5 separate regions of the Mus musculus genome follow, and regions 1, 3, 4 and 5 are each linked to region 2. The links are chromatin contacts, called in public HiChIP or PLAC-seq and promoter capture Hi-C maps. All regions are on one chromosome and are shown on one strand. The core of a region is the stretch at or near the end of the contact, and the rest is flanking DNA. Distances in the headings are between cores, read along the strand shown. Region 1 overlaps Maml3 (mastermind like transcriptional coactivator 3). Region 2 holds the start of Mgst2 (microsomal glutathione S-transferase 2). Region 3 overlaps Maml3 (mastermind like transcriptional coactivator 3). Region 4 holds the start of Mgarp (mitochondria localized glutamic acid rich protein). Region 5 holds the start of Elf2 (E74-like factor 2).

Region 1 (3,294 bases), core at 90-2,589, 300 kb before region 2:
TTTCTTCAAGTTGATGATGGCAGGATTTCAGCTGCAGCCAGCTCTTCAAACTCTTAATCCTATGTCCTCTTCTTAGCCCTTGTTCTTCGGTGTCTTACTTTTCTCTGTGTGCAAATTGGTGCCTACGGCAACTTATGAGCAAGGATGCTTCAGCAAAATGCAGACAAGGGTCCTTCTATGTTTTCTGTGTGTGCCCCAACCCTGTGTGGGACCACGCTCTGTCTCACAGTATCTGTGACCTCACATCGATCATTTCGAAGCTGTCACTTGCCTCTCTCCCAGTTGCATCAGTTTCCCCTCACTGTGACAAAACACCTGGGGTCATTGCCAATTAAAGAAGAAATGGTTTGAATCCACAGTTACTAAGGATTCAGTCCATGATCAGGCCCCACTGTCTTTGGGCCTATGACAAAGCAGTATTCCAGGTTGGAGAAAATATGTTAAAAAGAAAATATCTTACCTTGTGGTCACTAGAAAGTGAAAGAGAGACCCTAGGAAGGGCCAGGGTCCCAGAGACCCAGGGTTCCAGGGACCTCCAAGGATATTCCTCCAATGACTTAACTCTTTTTTAAAAAACAAAAACAAATGTCCTACTACCAATGGAGCCTTCAACACATGAGCTTCTGTGCCAGGAGTTGGGGGATCGAAGCACCCATTTTACCACTTTCATCAAGGGTTCAATTTCTCAGTGGTAACTAAGTTGATATTCCCTGGCATATGGGTCTCTTGGGAAGATTAGGTATGTTGATAAATACAGGTCTCTCAGCATAGTGCCCGGCTAAGGGTAGGTCCATGGGAGTGACTACTAAAGTCCTGTGGTATTATTATTTTCTGTTTTGTTATTTTAATTTGGCAGAAGATGGGACTCTGATTTGCATTGGTCGACACTAGGTTCACCATTGTTTGACCTTTTCAAGGCTAACAGAAGTGCCCCAGTTGAATGAGATAGCATCCCAACAGTCCTTTTACTGCCTGACCACGTATCTTGAAATGTCCCTAGGTGACTTCTTGTTTACTCATGCAGCCAGGAGAGGGATCTGTCCCCTCTGCTCATGGCACCTTAGAACTAGTGCCAAGGTAGAAGAATACTTTTCAGCATCTCGTTTGTTGTAATAAAAAGAGTCAGCTTATTCCAGAAAGTCCACTTCGACCTAGAAAACCTTCGCACAGACATTCTGCCGTAACCTTTGAGCAAATGATGGGTGTCCACAGCCTAAAACTGAAGATCAGGGGCATGTGATGTGTTTACTCACCTGGTGCTTTCAAACTGGCCGCTGTCTCCCACAGCAATCTTGAGGTTGAGTTATGCCACAGGGCTATGTCTTGTCATTACTGGGAGCTGACTGATGATTCAGACTGTACGGGGGAGTGACAGGGCCCATGCTCCCTCCTGTTTGCAGAGCTTGAAAGCGAGTAAACTTGAACTGCGTTTTACTTCAGCCCGACTCCCATGCAGGGCCCTCATCTTCTTCAGTCCTACTCAATAGGAGCCCACCTCCCTACAGATGTTTCTGCTGCTCAGTATCCAGGTTCAGCTCCAGGCTGGGGGTTTTTCTGCTTTCTCTTTCTAACCTCCTTTGGGAGGCAGAAGGGTGGGTGAAATGTACTCATGCTGCATCTCTCCAGTTAGAGAAGATGTTTCCTTTGTTGTCTGACTACACTGAAGTATTTTTCCAATCTGTTGTTATTGAAAAGAGCAACCCCCTTCTCCTGACACCCTTCCCTCAGCTGTAGGGTAGTGGTTTTTCTGTAAACAGAGCGAGGCCACAGGAGCTGTCTCAGTGCTGGCTCTAGCTCCTGCAGCCTGGTGTGTCTGCTAAGCATGATTTCATTCCTCCTTTCTTACAGTTTACTTTTAAAACCTCGGTTCTCCTGAGTTGATTTTTTTCCCCTCTCCTCTGAGTGTTTTCTAGGTTAAGGAAGATTTTATGCACATTGTTTGTCAAATCCTCAATCTCTTGTCTGTCAAGTATGATTGGGAATCCTGGGGGTATTAACCTGTTTTCCTGTGTGTGTCTGTGTGTGTCTCTTCTCTTTTCTCTTTCTCTTCCTCTTCTTCTTCCTCCTCCTTCTCCCTCCCCGTGTGTGTGTGTGTGTGTGTGTGTGTGTGTGTGTGTGTGTGTGTAACTTTAACAGGCCTCCCCCCACCTGGTTATCTTTGAAATTAAGCAGGAAACAGCAAGGGACTCTCCACTGTGAGGAGCCTCTGGCCTCCGCAGGGAGCACCTCCACTCACCACCTTCCTTTTTCATGTAGGACTTTGGACAGGCTCTTTGGTCCCCGTAATCATTTGTTTTACTTCACAAGACATTCTAAACTCTTAAAGAACCTAAAACCATTCTGTTCTGTTTGCTAATTCTTAACTCAGTAGGTAGAAAGACATCTGGAGCTGCAGAATAGAGCCACGGGGAAGGAGGGGCTTATGTCTTTGTTACCATTTTCATCTCTCTCTCTCTCACACACTCAGACACACACATACAAACATATACATACACATACATACACAGAGACACATATACACATAGACATACAACATACACACAGACATACAGACACATGCATACATACATACACACAGACATACAAACATACACAGACAGACATACACACAGACATACAAAACATACATACACACACAGACACATAGACACATACACACACAGATATACAGACACACAAACATATACACAGAGACATACAGACACACATACATATAGACAGACACACAAACATACACACGGACATACACACAAACATAGACACAGACATACAGACACATACAGACATACAAACATATACACAGACATATAGACCCATACATACATACATACATACATACATATATACAGACAGACATGCATACACACACAGGCACACACACACAGACACACACACAGAGATACACACATATACAGACACACAGGCAGAGGAGGTCAGTGGGGGAACCTATTCCTTAAGCCAGTGGAAATCCTTATCATTAGAAGGGGCAGTGGCTTGGAGCCCAGCCCTCTTCCCGTGCAGGAAGTGCAGTACAGACTTTAGGGCACAGCTGCTGGGGGCTCCTGCTGGCTCCTCTCACTGCTCCATGCCCTGAGCTGCCTGTGCCTGCTCCTCTGCAGCCCCCATTGTCTCCCTCTGCTCATGGTGTCCTTTGTCTGCGGTGGGTGACTTGTGTCACAGGCACTCCTGGGGACAGCCTCCCTCAGCCTCTGTGAATCCCATTCTCTCTCTCTCTCTCTCTCTCTCTCTCTCTCTCTCTCTCTCTCTCTCTCTCTCTCTCTCTCTCTCCTTCCA
Region 2 (3,373 bases), core at 438-2,937:
GGGGAAGCCACTTCTCTATTTGGCAGCTTCTCTGTGCAGATAAGAAGTTTAGGAGGGGAACAGTGGTAAGGACCTATTCTGGGCCAGTCACCACGGAGGTACTTCCTACTCAGGATCCTGTTTAACTTTCTGTGCTGAGGAGATGGAAAAGCAGAAAATCCTGGCCTGGAGCAGTCAGCTTCCGGAAGGCTGAACCACACAGGTCCGGGTGCACTTCCGGAAAGGTGGACTACACAGATCTTGGTGGGTCTGTCTTAAAAGCCTGAATGAATTAGGTGTCCTAATTCTGTGAACAACAAACTTCTGTTGAAGTGGCTGGCTAAACAGTATCTCTCTGTCTCTTTGTCTCCGTGTCTCTCTCTCTCTCTCTCTCTCTCTCTCCCTCTCTCTCTCTGCGATCCACCCCCAACAATTAAACTTTTTTTTTCTGCCACAAACATCATTTTTCTGGTCTCTTCTCTTCCTGTTCTCGTCTTCCATCACCATCGAACTGCCTCATGCCTGGTCCCAGCACACAGTGTCCTCAGCATGAGTCAACACACAAAAGGCTCTCTGTGGGGATAGAGTCTCTGTGGGAAGGGACATGTAGCCCTTGTCCCTGTTGCCCCCCCTTGTAACTGCAAGACCAAGGTACACTGTTTGCTTAGACCCAAATTCTCCAGGGGTTGGTAGCAAATTCCTGCTCTAGTCCACAAAAGCACAGTTTCCCTTATCCACAAAGCAGACTGGCTAGGCTAGCCACTGCGCGAGTGCGGAGACCCTGCTCTCCCACTAAACAGAGCAGTCATTTCCTCCCGGCGGTGTGCAGCCTGCACTATCCCCAGCTCTCAACCCAGGTATCTGGAAGATGCACCCCAGAAAGAATAAACAGGCATTCTTGGTAAGCAACTGTTCACTAAGCATGGAAGGAAGGTAGCATGAGTTGAGGAACTTCGCTCCTGGGCAGACAGAGTCTCCATTTATCCAGGCCGAGGTGGATGTGAAGTCATCCTAGTGGAGATATCTTGTAATATTTAGAATTCATTATGTAATCTAAACTGCATATTTCTGCAGAACTTTACCCTGGTGATCAAATCTGCCATGGGCAATTTTTCTTAAAGACAAAACAAAACGAAACAAAAATGCTTTAAATGTTTACAACCAACTTTAGAGACAGGAATAGTTTCCTGGTGAACATGCCTAACGGCTGTCTGTGCTCTCCATTTTTATGTGCTCACGGCCCTGCCTGAGACTCCTGGGGCTCCCGGCACTGAGATATGAACTGTCACCATAAATGATAGAGTCACTGGGCTCAGAGGCCCACAACATCCCAGAGAGAACATCCTCAAATTCTACCCATCTCGGGGAAGGAGTGGGCAAGCCACTCTGAGCAACTGTCTGCTGGGCACCCAGAACTACCAACAAAATGCAGGCATGAAACCTAAACACTGAAGCAATCTCTCTCTCTCTCTCTCTCTCTCTCTCTCTCTCTCTCTCTCTCTCTCACACACACACACACACACACACACACGTGTGCACACACATACACCCGTGCACACACACAGCTCCAGTGTTCTTACTTTGCTGACAGGCAGAGAGAAGAGAGACTGCAGCCAGCAGGCTTGAATCCCCGGCCATCTTTCTTTCACTCTCTGATCTCTTTCACAGAACTGTTTGTAGGAAGTCAGATGAAGAGCATAGGTGCTTTAGGACCCTGAGGGGCTGGTCTTCTCCTTTATAAAGGCAACAGAGTTGAGTCAACAGGATTGGGAAAGAAAAAAAAAGCAGGATTCAAGGTTGAGTAACAACCTTTGCACTGGAAGAGAAAACCACAGAAGCAGGCAAGGCTGGGCTGCTGGCACAGAACCATATCTGTTTCTTTCTGAACACACCCCAGACACACACCCTACACAGACACACACCCTACACAGACACACACCTTACACACACTTCCTACACAGACTCACACCCTACACAGACACACACCCTACACAGACATACAGATACACAAACACACCAGCTCGCCCTGCGGTGAGCCTTCCAGCCTCAGAGCCTGGGCTACTCTATTTTCTCTGCCTCTTCACCAGCTCTTTGGCCCTTCACTCTGCCCAAAACCTTTCTGAGATCTCTCTAATTCCTAGTGTGAAGTTCTTATGCTAATTTCATATCTATGCTAAGATGACTTGATTCACCTAGTAAATTGAAGATCTAGGATTAAGTGTTCTTGTGTACACACACACACACACACACACACACACACACACACACAAAGACTCCAGATTGACCCTCTTGAGCTGCCTACTGAGTTACTGTCTTTTTTTTTTTTTACCAAATACACACACACACCCCGATCTCTCCCAATTCCTCAACTCCAGCTCCTAAGAGACAAATTAAAAATAAATAAAAGCCTGAAGCCTACGCACCTGCTCTGCCTTATTAGTCATTTTTTGACGCTCTCTTTCACTGGGGACGTGGGGCCTCTGGTCCTCGAGCATCTGTAGTTCCTGCTCTAGGGTCCTGAGGTGTTTAACCACATCTACAGGGTGGAGCAAAGTTCAATGCAAAGGGTCTGAGAGACACCATCTGCCCTGGGGGGCTGGGCCCGAGCCTGGTGATGATGCATAGCTGTCTGGGTGGAGAAGATCATGTTTGCCCAGGAGGCCATGCCTGTCCATGCTAGATTCCTCAGGTGGCTTAAAGATGCCCTTGACCTTGTACCAACAGGGTACTAAGGCTCCCCAGTGTCAATCTTGTCATGCCCCTGTCCCCAACTCACCAGAAACCTTTTGCATCTCTTTTGAGGCAGATTAATCCTGCCATAAATAGGTACTACCTCTAGAAAGGTAGAAGATCACAGCTGGTTGTCTCCTCAGGGCTTCACTCAGGGACATTACTGACCTTCTGCAGAGACAAAATTTGTATGTGATCCTACCATGAGAATATTGCTGTGGAAGCAACAAAAGCCTACAAAACTAGGCTTTGTTTTATTTTTTAAATATATATTGTTGTATGTATATTATCTGAACCAACAGATATAACAGTGAGGCACTGAGTGGAAGGACCAGGGATAAGAAAGACCAAAGCTGGGCCAGGGAGGTCTGTACCGGCTGGTCACTTATGCCAAGCCAGTTTATTAAGAATCATGGCATGATAAAAGCCTGTCTTCAGGGAGAGTAATGGCCAAGGCCAGCAGAGAGCTAAGTCAGACAATGTCAGCAAAGAGAACACAGACTACCTCAGACACGGTTGTTTTAGGACTGCTAACCATAGCCCAGAGTGGAGTCAGGTCCCAGAAGCCACCACCTTGACTCCTTCAGAGCACTGGCTCCGGGATGAGGCAGGCTTTGCCATTCTGAACAAGGACACAGAACTAATGTTCCTTTCGTCCTTTTCA
Region 3 (3,399 bases), core at 557-3,056, 280 kb before region 2:
TTACACTGTAGCAGTCTTCCTAAGCAGGCATGTAAGTATCAGTTAAAAGCTCTATAGGGACAGAGGAGATAGATCTGTGCATAACTTGCTTGGCATACAATATGAGAATCTGAGTTCCAATTCCCAGAAACCAATCGAAGGCAGACAGAGGAGTGTATGTCTGTAATCCCAGTTTTCCTACAGCAACAGGAAGAGGTGGGGAAAGTGGTTGGTGGGAGTGGGTAGAGGCAGAATTCTCCCAAAGCTCACATGTCAACTGACCAGGCCCATACAGTGGTGAACAAGAGACTCTGACTCTGTCTCAAACAAGGCAATGTAGAAGACTGATATCCAATGTTGTCCTCTGGCCACACATGGGGCATGGTAAGTGAACGCCCAGGAAAATGCATGCATGCGTGCACTAATGCACACATGCATGCACTAATGCACACATGCACAGCGTTTTTAAAAAGCGGTGCTTACCTGGAAGGACCCAGGAATCATCTACTTTGACTCCTTCATTTTACAAGTGGGAAAACTGAGTCAAGTCATGGACATTACTTAGCTACTTTTCTGTGTTTGTACTTTTTCTCAATGACATTAGAAGGCCATAAAGAGATGAAACTCTATCTTATATTCTTCAGGATCCCCTGCGATTGTAGTTAACATGGTATGTAAGTGACAGATACTTATTAAGTTCAACTAAATGTAAAAGAAAACTAAATTTTTTTGGTTAGTGCATTTTCTTTTATTTTTTCTTTTTGTTTTTGCTTTTCTTGGTTTGGTTAGGTTTTGGTTTATTGAGAGAGGGCCTCTTTATGTAACAATCTTGTAACTTACTATATTGAACATTCTGGTCTCCAACTCAGAGATCAGCCTGCCTCTGTCTCCCAAGTGCTGGGATTAAAGGCATTCACCACAGTGCCTGGCTGGCTAGTTCATTTTCATAAGAACAGGTATGCCTTTAATACATCAACAACACTTTGAACTCATAAATATTCTGGATGCAGAAAGCCATGGAAAATACTTCTATGTGAATTGGCCTTAGGCTTGTGGAATCTGCTTGTAACTGTGAATAGGAGAATGAAGAATGTCGCTTCTCTAGTCTACCCTTCATAAAAATAATAAAATGATAATTCCGTGTTCGTACATCTGTATCTATTGTTGCTCTTGCTTCAGTAGGATATATCAAAGCAATTGGGATTCAAAATAAATGACATTTCCCCTCCATTTTTGCCCACAAGTGAATGACTCTCATGGCAGGAGTCACCTTTTCCGAGTTGTTTCTTTGGAAAATTAGTAGTTTTGATTCGAGGCACGAACTTGGGATGTTCACAGATGTTGTTGGCCACGCCCCCCCCATTTCTGGAGCTCCAGTTATTGTGTCCTCATAATCTCTGACCCAGCAACACAGCTCTAACTAAGAGGGACGCCCTGTCTCTATCCCAGGAATACTTGCTAAACAAAACAGAGACTTCCAAAAGTCTCTGGTCTAAGACATGAACTTACTACCCCGAACCTTTACAGTTTAGATCCAACCAGACAAATCAATAATACATTTTCCAGTGTTTTAATCCTTGCCAATAAACCGAGCACTGTTTTGAGCTTGGCTCCTGCAATGACCAAAGCCACAGACAGGAGTATGGAAAGTGAATTCCATTTGTCTTGGCTGTGCGTGTTCTGCGGCCAGAGCAAAGCTCCTGGGGTTTGAAATGACTCGTTGGAGGAATCCTGCTTGCTTGGGAACACATGCACTCATAAAGGCCAGTGTGAACGGCCCAGGGTCTGGCCTGATGACTAAGCCAGCTCACTTAGCTGACAGTGGTGTGATTGCAGCAGTTTTAAGAAAGGCAAAATATCCAAAGAGCCAAGTAACTTGACTTACGGTGCACACTAGACTCTTCCTCTGATTAGTCATATGACAGATGAGAACTCGTGGCAACAAATCCTGACGGAAACCGAAAAGGCTGAGTGAATTCATCAGACACAGACTGACTGGAAGATAGTCCAGATAGTGTGTTTATCTGAAAGATAAAATGAAATAGCTTATATTTGGGCTACAGATTCTAGGAAATCTCTTCCCTTTTGTGGCATGTCTATGTCTAAACCCTAGATTCCCCTTGAGAAGTGTCAAAAACTTTGCACGTGTATTTTCATACTTCAGATATAAAGCATGAGTCAAATTTGGTGACCGTGGGGCTTGTTGAACGGACCTATATAGGAAGCAAATCACAGCTGTGAACTGCTAGAAACTGCTTTTTCATGAGGTCTGTAAACTTGTTCCAAAGCCATTTTTGTGATGCGCTAGCTCACAAGCCTTTTGAGCAATGGGCTGGACATCATTTTGTCATAAACCTTAGTGTGTTCTCAGTGTGGCTGCAAGGAAAGGACCATTTTTGTTTGGTTGTTGTTGTTGTTGTTCCCAAATGGATCCCTGGTGCTTGCAGATGTCACAGTTTGTGTATTTGAAGACACCCAAAACAAGCTGCTGAGTTGGCTCAGTGGGTGAAGGGCAACCTTCCACCAAAACCAATGACTTAAGTTGGATCCCTGGAACCTACAAGGTACACAGAGAAAATCGACTCCTACAACACACAATAAATGAATAAATAAATAAAATATAATAAAAAGTCTAAGAACACCTTCCCCCAAAGCCATGCATGGTGATATATACTTGTTATCCTGGGATTAGGGATGGAGGGACAGGCAGATCCCTGGAGATCACTGGCCAGGCATTCTAACTGCTTGGTAAGTTCCAAGCCAGTGAGAGACTCTCAACAAACAAGGCAGGTGGCTTCTAGGGAACAACATTTGAGGTTGACTGCTGGCCTCTTTATACATGTGCACCAATACATGCTAGTGCACACATGCAAGCTATGCAAACAACCCGACAAAAACTCCAAATGTCTGGGATCAAAGGAATTTGCAGCTTTTTCAATGGAGAAATTTGTATTTTAAATTTATAAGCTGCCATGGGTTACCAAATAAACGAGCCAAGCCCACGGCCAATCACCTATTGCCAAAGGGTTGTTCTATTGCTCTTTCCAAGTCAGGGTGACACCATTTTCATGGTGTGATAAAACACATGGCATCTTCATGAGAAATGGCTTCCACAAAGACAGCCAATTTCTAGCTGTGGAGAGAGAACAAGAACGGGAGGAAAGCTAAGCCAATAGGGGAAGTATTTTCTTGACAAAAAGCAAAAGAAAACAGCTAGCAGATTAGAGGTAGAGGCTCAGTTTAGACTATGAATAAGTTTGTCGTGTAGAAATGAGAGAATAAAAACTTTACCCAGTGCTTTGAAGGGGGAAACCCTTTCTCTAGAAGAGAAGTCAGCAAAAGCTGATGAGACCTCTCCCACACACACTCATATGCTTGTGAAATATGTGGCACATTGTGTGTCCCTGCACTATTTTGTAG
Region 4 (3,395 bases), core at 478-2,977, 260 kb after region 2:
TGGAGGTCATCTGAGTTAAGCCAACTTATTTCTGACCCTCGGTGTTTTCTGAAAGAGAACAGAAAAATGTCAAGGATTTTCTCAAGGGCAGTGAAGAATCTGTCCCGCAGCCGGGAACTGTCTGCACCTTTAGTCAGCTACAGCAGAAACTAACAAAAATGCCCTGGGGTGATGGAGAAGCAGCTGAAAATTCAGTGAAACTGACAACCAAAGTGCTTGGGTGTTTGTTTGGGAAACGGCTCTTTAAAATATGAAAAGAACCCAGAGAGTAGGTCTGAAGCTCACAGTGTAGACATACCATCTCTCCCAGCTGGGGCGGGCATACAGATGCAACTATGTTCACTTACCAGACTGAAAGGAGCAGAGAAATCGTGACCCGGCACTGACTCTTCCATCGGGCTGAGCATACATCACGCATCGACTATGCTTCAGAGCTTTCCTCAGTCGCTTTACTCGGGTCTACAAGACTCACAACGCTCTGTGGTGGTGGTGGTAGTGGCCTATGCCTTTAATCTCAACACTGCGGAGGCAGGGGGCAGGGATCCTGGTTTCTTGAGACGGGGTTTCTCTGTGTAGCCCTGGCTCCTGAAAACAGCTGGCCTCGCCTGCTCTACAGAGCGATTTTCAGGACACCCAGAGCTACACAGAGAAAACCTGTCTCAAGAAACCAAGATTCGGGGCTGGTGAGACGGCTCAACTGTTAGGAGCACTGACTGCTCTTCCAAAGGTCCTGAGTTCAAATCCCAGCAACCACATGGTGGCTCACAACCATCCGTAATGAGATCTGAGGCCCTCTTCGGGTGTGTCTGAAGACAACTACAGTGTACTTACATATAATAAATTAAAAAACAAAAAACAAAACAAAAAAAAAAAAAACAAGATTCACAGTTCAGACTGGAGAGATGGTTTAGTGTTTAAGAGCGGTTGCTACTCCCCCCAGAGAGCCCTTTACCTAACTTTCCTGTTAGTGGATTGTTTTGGTCACACACACACACACACACACACACACACACACACACACACACGCACACACACACACACACCACCGCCTAGTGCCTTCAGTGGTTCATTCATTCATTCATTCATTTTTGAAGCGGGGTCTCTTGTAGCCTACGGTGTCCTCAAAGATCTTGAACTCCTGAGCATCCTACCTCCCCCTCTGAGTGCTGGGAGTAACTTCTTGCGCCACCATGTCTGGTTTTATGCGCTGTTGGGTATCGAACCCATGCTAGATAAACTCTTTACCCTATATTTAAAAGTCCTGGCTGGCTTAGAACTCAGCCATCGCCAGGGGGAAACCTTACCCTTCCTTTAATCATAAGCCTGTAAAGTCGTCTCTTAAGTTTCCCGCTACCTCTTCCTGGGAATGCTAACACAGTGTGTGGAATAAAGTGGTCTTCCACCTGGAGAATACATTCCGTCTGCGCATGAATCCTGAATCAAGCGCGCTTCTCTAAACGTGTCCTGCGTGCTCGGGAGATAACTCCATGGGACAGAGCGGGTCAGGCACGTAACAGCGACTTCTAAGCTCCCTAGCCTCTTCTGAGATGCAGCCATTAAGCGACTGCTGGGGAGCACGGGACTGCAACTCTATTAGAGCTGGGTAAGGGGACCAAGGTGCTAACCACTAACTCGATCCCCTTCCCACATCCCCCGGGGCTGGGACGCACGGGATCTGGAGTCCCACCCGGGGCGGGGCGCTCCCTGGCTCCTCCCTCTGAGCCTGGGTTGCTTGATCCGCTGCTGAATCTGAGCGCATCTGGCGATGTATCTCCGCAGGGCTGTGTCCAAGACTCTGGCGCTGCCCCGGAGGGCGCCCCCGGGTCCCGCGCCGCTGGGGAAGGACGGTGAGTGTCCCACACTTCTCTACCCGTCCAGGCTGGGCACCAGCGCCCCGAACCCTGGGCCAGTGAAGGAACAGTGAGGGAGGGTCTCAGGCCAGCCCTCCGAATTTCTTGGAAACTTTGGGAATAAGGACCTTTTCCAGGATGGCCTCTGAATCCAAATTAGACTTCCTGGGTTCCAGTCTTGAATTCCTGATCTCCGGCAAGTAATGTTCCTTCATTTTTTTTAAGTGACTGTGGGTTATGATCAGTAGATATGGAGTGAAAAGAACCACTTCGAAGAGGGTTTGGCTTTCTCCTAGAGTTCCACGGTTTTCTATTCAATGAACCACTAGTTTCTCCGAAGAGGTGAAGGAACGGATAGGTAGGTGGACGTGGGGTGTTCACGTGTTCGCAGGTGGGCCCTAGAAGAAGTGTCGGTTCACTGATCCCTGGCGGTGATAAACCCCCGGCTTCTTGTGGCCCTGATCATCCCTTCGAAGTGAGGCCTCGGGGTACTCTTCTGATGTTGCTGACAAGCTTGCAGCTCCGTCAGCTTCGGATTAGGGAATGCGTGAGGAAATGCGCTCTTGGAAATTTTCTAAAGAAGCAGCATCCTGGACTATAAGAGCTTACAGGCTTTGGGCTGGTTTGCAGGTCCTCTCCTAGCTGCCCACCCTCTCTGTTCATCACTCACTGGGGCACAGATCTTGGACACTAGAAAGTTAATTATTCTGTACTTTGCCCCACTCCTTGGGGCATCGGAGGCAGCATCCAAAGCAAAGATTTGACTGAGAAAGACAGAAAAACGCCTGTGGAAATCCATGAGCCAGAGCGAGCTTTGCTTTGCTTTGCTTTGCTTTAAGCACTTGTTCACCCTGCTTTGATTAGGCCTGTGTTGGTGGTGGATGGTCTCAAGAAAGAGATCTAGTCACCTATTCTTTTAAATGATGCTTAAAAGAAGTCTTCCCACAAGTACTAGAACGCCTTTCCCCTCTGTATGTGTATACCTCATAAGAGAGCAACTTGCAGAAGTGAGGAGACGCCATTTATTTTAAACTGATTATAATGGGGACTGTTCTGGTGCTCAGATAAAGAAAGAGATGAGACTGACCTCATCCTCCACAGAAAACTCTCTCTCTCTCCCTCCCTCCCTCCCCCCCCCCTCTCTCTCCCTCCCTCCCTCCCTCTCTCTCTCTCTCCCTCTCTCTCTCCATCCCTCCCTCCCCCCCACTCCCCCACCCCATCTCTCCCACAAGCACAGGCTTAGAGGCATAGGCACGCACCCATCAGAACCTGCATGTGCTCTGAGGTCAGCTTGCAAGAGGCAGTGGGTACCAGAAACTGAACTAGGTCTTGAGGCTTGGCTGCAGCCCCCTGTACTCCCTTGAGTCCTGCATCGACATCATACTTTCTTACATCCTCTGCCTCCCACTCCTCCCATTAGATCAAAATAAGACATAAATGTGCAGTGAGTAGTCCTGGATGCAGGGGAACTGACCTTATTTTAATTTTCACCTTTTTTTTTTTTTTTTTTTTTTTTTTTTTTGTGGTACTAGGGATCGAATCTAA
Region 5 (3,435 bases), core at 545-3,044, 320 kb after region 2:
CTTCATTTTTGTAGTTCAGAGTGATGCCAACCCGAAGTTAAGAGGATCGTTTATTAGCCATTGGGCTAATGCAAATTTCTAATACATTTCAGAGTGAAAACGGCTTTTTTTTTTTTTTTTGGTTGCTTTTTAAGAAAGAAGCACCCAACTAGGCAGTAACAGCTTTTAAAACTGAGGCTAAATTCTAATGTTCGGCAGGGACTTAAAACAACAGAGCAACCTCTGGCATGCCTTTCACATTTGAGCCCCATTCTAGGGTCATTTCCACGGTTCCCACGTTCATCTCCACAGCCATCACACCGCTCAGTATTTCGTTCTTGTAAAAACTGGTTGTAGAACATCAACAGTCAGGCTGGAGTCCAGAAATTAACCCGGTGTATGCTGTTCCAAGTGCTGGGGCTCCCCCAGGGAGCCTGCAGGAGTCAGAGCCCAGCAGGATCGGCCCCCGCGCGCACCGGGACAACCGATGCTCTTTGTTAAAGAAACAAATACATTCCGCGGCGGCGGGGAATGGTGGTGGTGCTTGGGGGAAGAGACCTAGCATGCATAACTGCGCCTAAGAAAGACCATTAGCGAGCCGCTGCAAACGCAGGACATCCCGGGCACCGTGTCATTGGCTTTTGTGCCCTGGAAGGCGCGTGAGAGTGCCCTGCTCAGAGGCTCCCCTTTGTGTGAAAGTGTGCAAACCAGAAGCCTGCAGCTCCCGCTGGCTTCGCCCCTTTTTTTTCCCCAATTCGTGGACACTTGGAACAAGATACTCTTCCTCCACACACACGCGCTCCTTCACCCTGGCTCTGAAGATCTCGGGACTTGAGTTACTTCTCGGAGGCGGACGGGACTAGAAGCGACAAAGACTGGGGCGGGCGGTCGCGGCTCCCCGGGACCCCCCCGAACGGGGGCCGCCCGCCGCGCTCCGCAGCTGCGCGCTGGGCCGCCCGCCCGCCGGCCACCGCGGGCACCAACCGCCGCGCAGCCGGGCCGTTGGGCGGTGGTAATTTCTGGGAACGGGGCGGGGTCCGGGGTGGACGAGCTGGGAGGCGGAGCGGGCGGCGCCCCGGGCCGCGAAACGGGCGGGGCGGGGCGCCACGTGCGTCAGTGGCCGGGTGGGGCGGGCCGCGCGCTCCTGCCCGCCAGCGCCGCCACCATCCGCGGAGCCCGGGAGACGCGCGGGGACTCTGAACACCCGGGCTGACAAGAGTTTTATTTTGCAATCGCTCACTTCCCTAATGCTTAATCTACGAGTGCAGAGCGGTCCCTGGAGGTCTTGGGAGGGGAGTCCGGAGTTGGAAGGGGGGTGATGAGGGGTGACAGCAAAGACCTGAGAGTGGCCCAAGAGGTGCGCGTGTCGTCCCGGCCGGGCTGCAGGTGCACGCGCGGCCCCGCCGTCCCCACGCGCTGGTCCCGCGTCCGCAGCGCAGTGCAGCGCGCGACGTGGGGGAGTGGGGAAGCCCCGGGGACGCGGAGCGGGACGAGTGGCGAGCGTCTCCACCTGAGCAGGCGGGTTCGGGCGAAGTTGGGCGCTGAGAAGAGGGCGGGATTCGAGAGCGCAGGAGGCGGGCTGCGGGGGGCCCGAGGGCGGTGGGGAGTATAAATAGCCGGCCCGGTTTGACAGGCGCTGCGGTGACTGGCGGTGTCGCCTCCCCCGGCGGCGCGCGGGGAGGGAGGAGCGCGCGGAGCGGCCGGGTGGGGGAGGCGGACTCCAGTGTCCTGGTGGCGGCGGCAGGAGGCCGAGGGGGAGGAGCCGAGGCGGGTGCGGAGGGCGGGGGCCGGCCGCAGCTTCCCCGCGCCCGGCTGTGTCGCCGCCGTCGCCTCGGCGGTTGGGGGGGATCTGTAGGGTGGCGCGCGCGGGGGGCGCAGCGCGGTTTTGTCTCGTCCTGTGGTGCGGAGCGGCTCGCGCGGTGGCCAGGGGAGGCCCCCTCGGCTTCCCGCAGGACGCCGGGCCAACGGCGGGCGGCTGCGGCGTCTCGGCCGGTCTGCGGCCCTGAGGGAAGGGCAAGGGACTCGGCGACGTGGAGGGAGAGCAGGTAAGAGCGCGGGGACGGCGGAGGCCGGCGGGAGCGAGCGGGAGGGAGAGGGAGGGCGCGGCGAGCCAGCCCGGCCGTCCCGAGTGTCGCCTCCTCCCGGGCGCCCCCGCCCCGCGCCTGTGTTGTTTGCTCGGGCGGCGGCGGAGGGGCTTTCCGGAGGCTGGGGCGGTGACACCGGCGGAGCTGGGGGCAGGGCGGGAGCCCGCACCGGAGCGGCCCGGGGCAACGGTCGTGGCGCCGAGGGACCGCGGCGCGCGCTGTTTACCTCGCGGCGCCAGTCATCGCGCGGCGGCCGGGCTGCCGGGGCAGCGCGTCCCGGGCGGCAGTTTCCGTCGCCGTCGGGCCTGCTCCCCGCCGCCGGGGCGGGCACGACAGGTTGTACTCCGCCGTTCTTTTATTCTCACTCTCCGCCGGCCCTCCGTCGCCGCCTTCTCCTGGTTCCCCGGGGAGCCAGGCTGCGATCACTATCTGTGTTTGCAACAAAACAACAAAAAAACCCTGGGGCTCTTGGAAGCGCCTAGGTCCAGAGTCTCCTCCGGGGTCCTCCGCCGGCGGTGCTGGCCCTTAGGGCATCTCGCGGAGAGTGTCGTGGGCGCCCCGCGCGCCTCGGTACCGATTCTGCCTCAGCGGCGCTGCGCGCGGCGGCCGGACCCACTCAAGACTTTAGTGGGACATTTTTACTCTGTCAGCAAAGGACGGAAAAATAACCCACGGACCAACTTGGTGGACTGTCCTTATGGGAACCACGTTCTCAGCTGTATACCCTTTCTTTAAGTTCTTAGTACTCTATCAATAAGATGGGGGACGCGTCATTGTAACCCTGGAACATCTTTCTCGTGTTCATGACATTACTCTGTGGTTTATGCTTTAATCCGACAGTGAGAAAGTATAATAAAAACTGCGCCTCTGAGCTCAAGACTTTTGTTTTTGTTTTTTTCTCCAAGTCTCAGTTGAGAGGCAAACTGCTCACTTTCTCTAGTGGACAATGTCCATCCGGGCCCTACTGAGATAAGATTGTATATTTGTGGGTTACAGTTTCTTTAGAGTGTTGAATGACTTCGTATGAGACTGGGAACTGTTGAATTATGTTTAAAGGGATTTAGGAATAAGATTTATAGAAGGCATGTGGCTGTAGTTGATACATCCAGTAAATACAAGAAGTTGAAGTCTGATGTGTCTTCAACATTTAAAATCTCAATATTTAACGTTATCCTTTGCTGTTGCTGGTTGTTTGCTTGCTTTTTGTCTGTCGAGACAGGGTAGAATCTCTGTGTAGCCTTTGTTGTTCTGGAACTTGCACTGTAGACCCAGGCTGGCCTCGAACTCAGAGATCAGCATGCAGCTTCCCCCCCCCCCCCCCCCCCCCCCCCCCCCCCGGCTCCGGAGTGCCTGGGTTTCAAGGTGTGTGGCA

The links. HiChIP or PLAC-seq counts read pairs in DNA pulled down with a chosen protein or histone mark. Capture Hi-C pulls out chosen DNA fragments and counts their contacts.
Region 1: a contact with region 2 is called in an HNF4G HiChIP or PLAC-seq map of pancreatic cancer cells. The contact joins the enhancer-like site here to the promoter of Mgst2 in region 2. A contact is called at or near these places in 1 of 484 Hi-C or Micro-C datasets (nephron progenitors), 3 of 115 datasets of contacts at active chromatin or transcription factors (extraembryonic endoderm stem cells, large pre-B cells and pancreatic cancer cells) and 4 of 9 other capture datasets (adipose tissue, embryonic stem cells, liver and 1 more).
Region 3: a contact with region 2 is called in an H3K27ac HiChIP or PLAC-seq map of the NIH/3T3 cell line, with 6 times the contacts expected there. The contact joins the enhancer-like site here to the promoter of Mgst2 in region 2. A contact is called at or near these places in 1 of 15 datasets of contacts at CTCF or cohesin (the NIH/3T3 cell line), 4 of 115 datasets of contacts at active chromatin or transcription factors (the NIH/3T3 cell line, bone marrow-derived macrophages, extraembryonic endoderm stem cells and 1 more) and 4 of 9 other capture datasets (adipose tissue, embryonic stem cells, macrophages and 1 more).
Region 4: a contact with region 2 is called in a promoter capture Hi-C map of adipose tissue. The contact joins the promoter of Mgarp here to the promoter of Mgst2 in region 2. A contact is called at or near these places in 1 of 39 promoter capture datasets (pre-B cells), 2 of 115 datasets of contacts at active chromatin or transcription factors (double positive thymocytes and memory CD8 T cells) and 1 of 9 other capture datasets (adipose tissue).
Region 5: a contact with region 2 is called in a FOXA1 HiChIP or PLAC-seq map of pancreatic cancer cells. The contact joins the promoter of Elf2 here to the promoter of Mgst2 in region 2. A contact is called at or near these places in 2 of 115 datasets of contacts at active chromatin or transcription factors (memory CD8 T cells and pancreatic cancer cells).

What each region holds. Positions count from the first base shown.
Region 1 is chr3:51,964,101-51,967,394 of GRCm38.p6, reverse strand. All of the region lies in intron 1 of Maml3 (mastermind like transcriptional coactivator 3), which reads left to right. Among named protein-coding and RNA genes, the nearest start is that of Maml3, 140 kb to the left of the region's middle. Within about 2 kb of position 1,339, at least 54 of the 459 cell types and tissues checked have an H3K27ac peak or open chromatin away from gene starts, as enhancers often do. A contact at or near this core is called in extraembryonic endoderm stem cells and pancreatic cancer cells, where this site is marked.
Region 2 is chr3:51,659,493-51,662,865 of GRCm38.p6, reverse strand. Mgst2 (microsomal glutathione S-transferase 2) reads right to left here and starts at 1,687. Exons shown (of 5, transcript NM_174995.3): 1 at 1,560-1,687. The coding sequence starts at 1,617.
Region 3 is chr3:51,942,223-51,945,621 of GRCm38.p6, reverse strand. All of the region lies in intron 1 of Maml3 (mastermind like transcriptional coactivator 3), which reads left to right. Among named protein-coding and RNA genes, the nearest start is that of Maml3, 160 kb to the left of the region's middle. Within about 2 kb of position 1,806, at least 66 of the 459 cell types and tissues checked have an H3K27ac peak or open chromatin away from gene starts, as enhancers often do. A contact at or near this core is called in the NIH/3T3 cell line, adipose tissue, macrophages and 1 more, where this site is marked.
Region 4 is chr3:51,394,879-51,398,273 of GRCm38.p6, reverse strand. Mgarp (mitochondria localized glutamic acid rich protein) reads left to right here and starts at 1,727. Exons shown (of 4, transcript NM_026358.3): 1 at 1,727-1,847. The coding sequence starts at 1,766.
Region 5 is chr3:51,339,003-51,342,437 of GRCm38.p6, reverse strand. It overlaps Elf2 (E74-like factor 2), which reads left to right and starts at 1,794. Exons shown (of 10, transcript NM_023502.2): 1 at 1,794-2,024.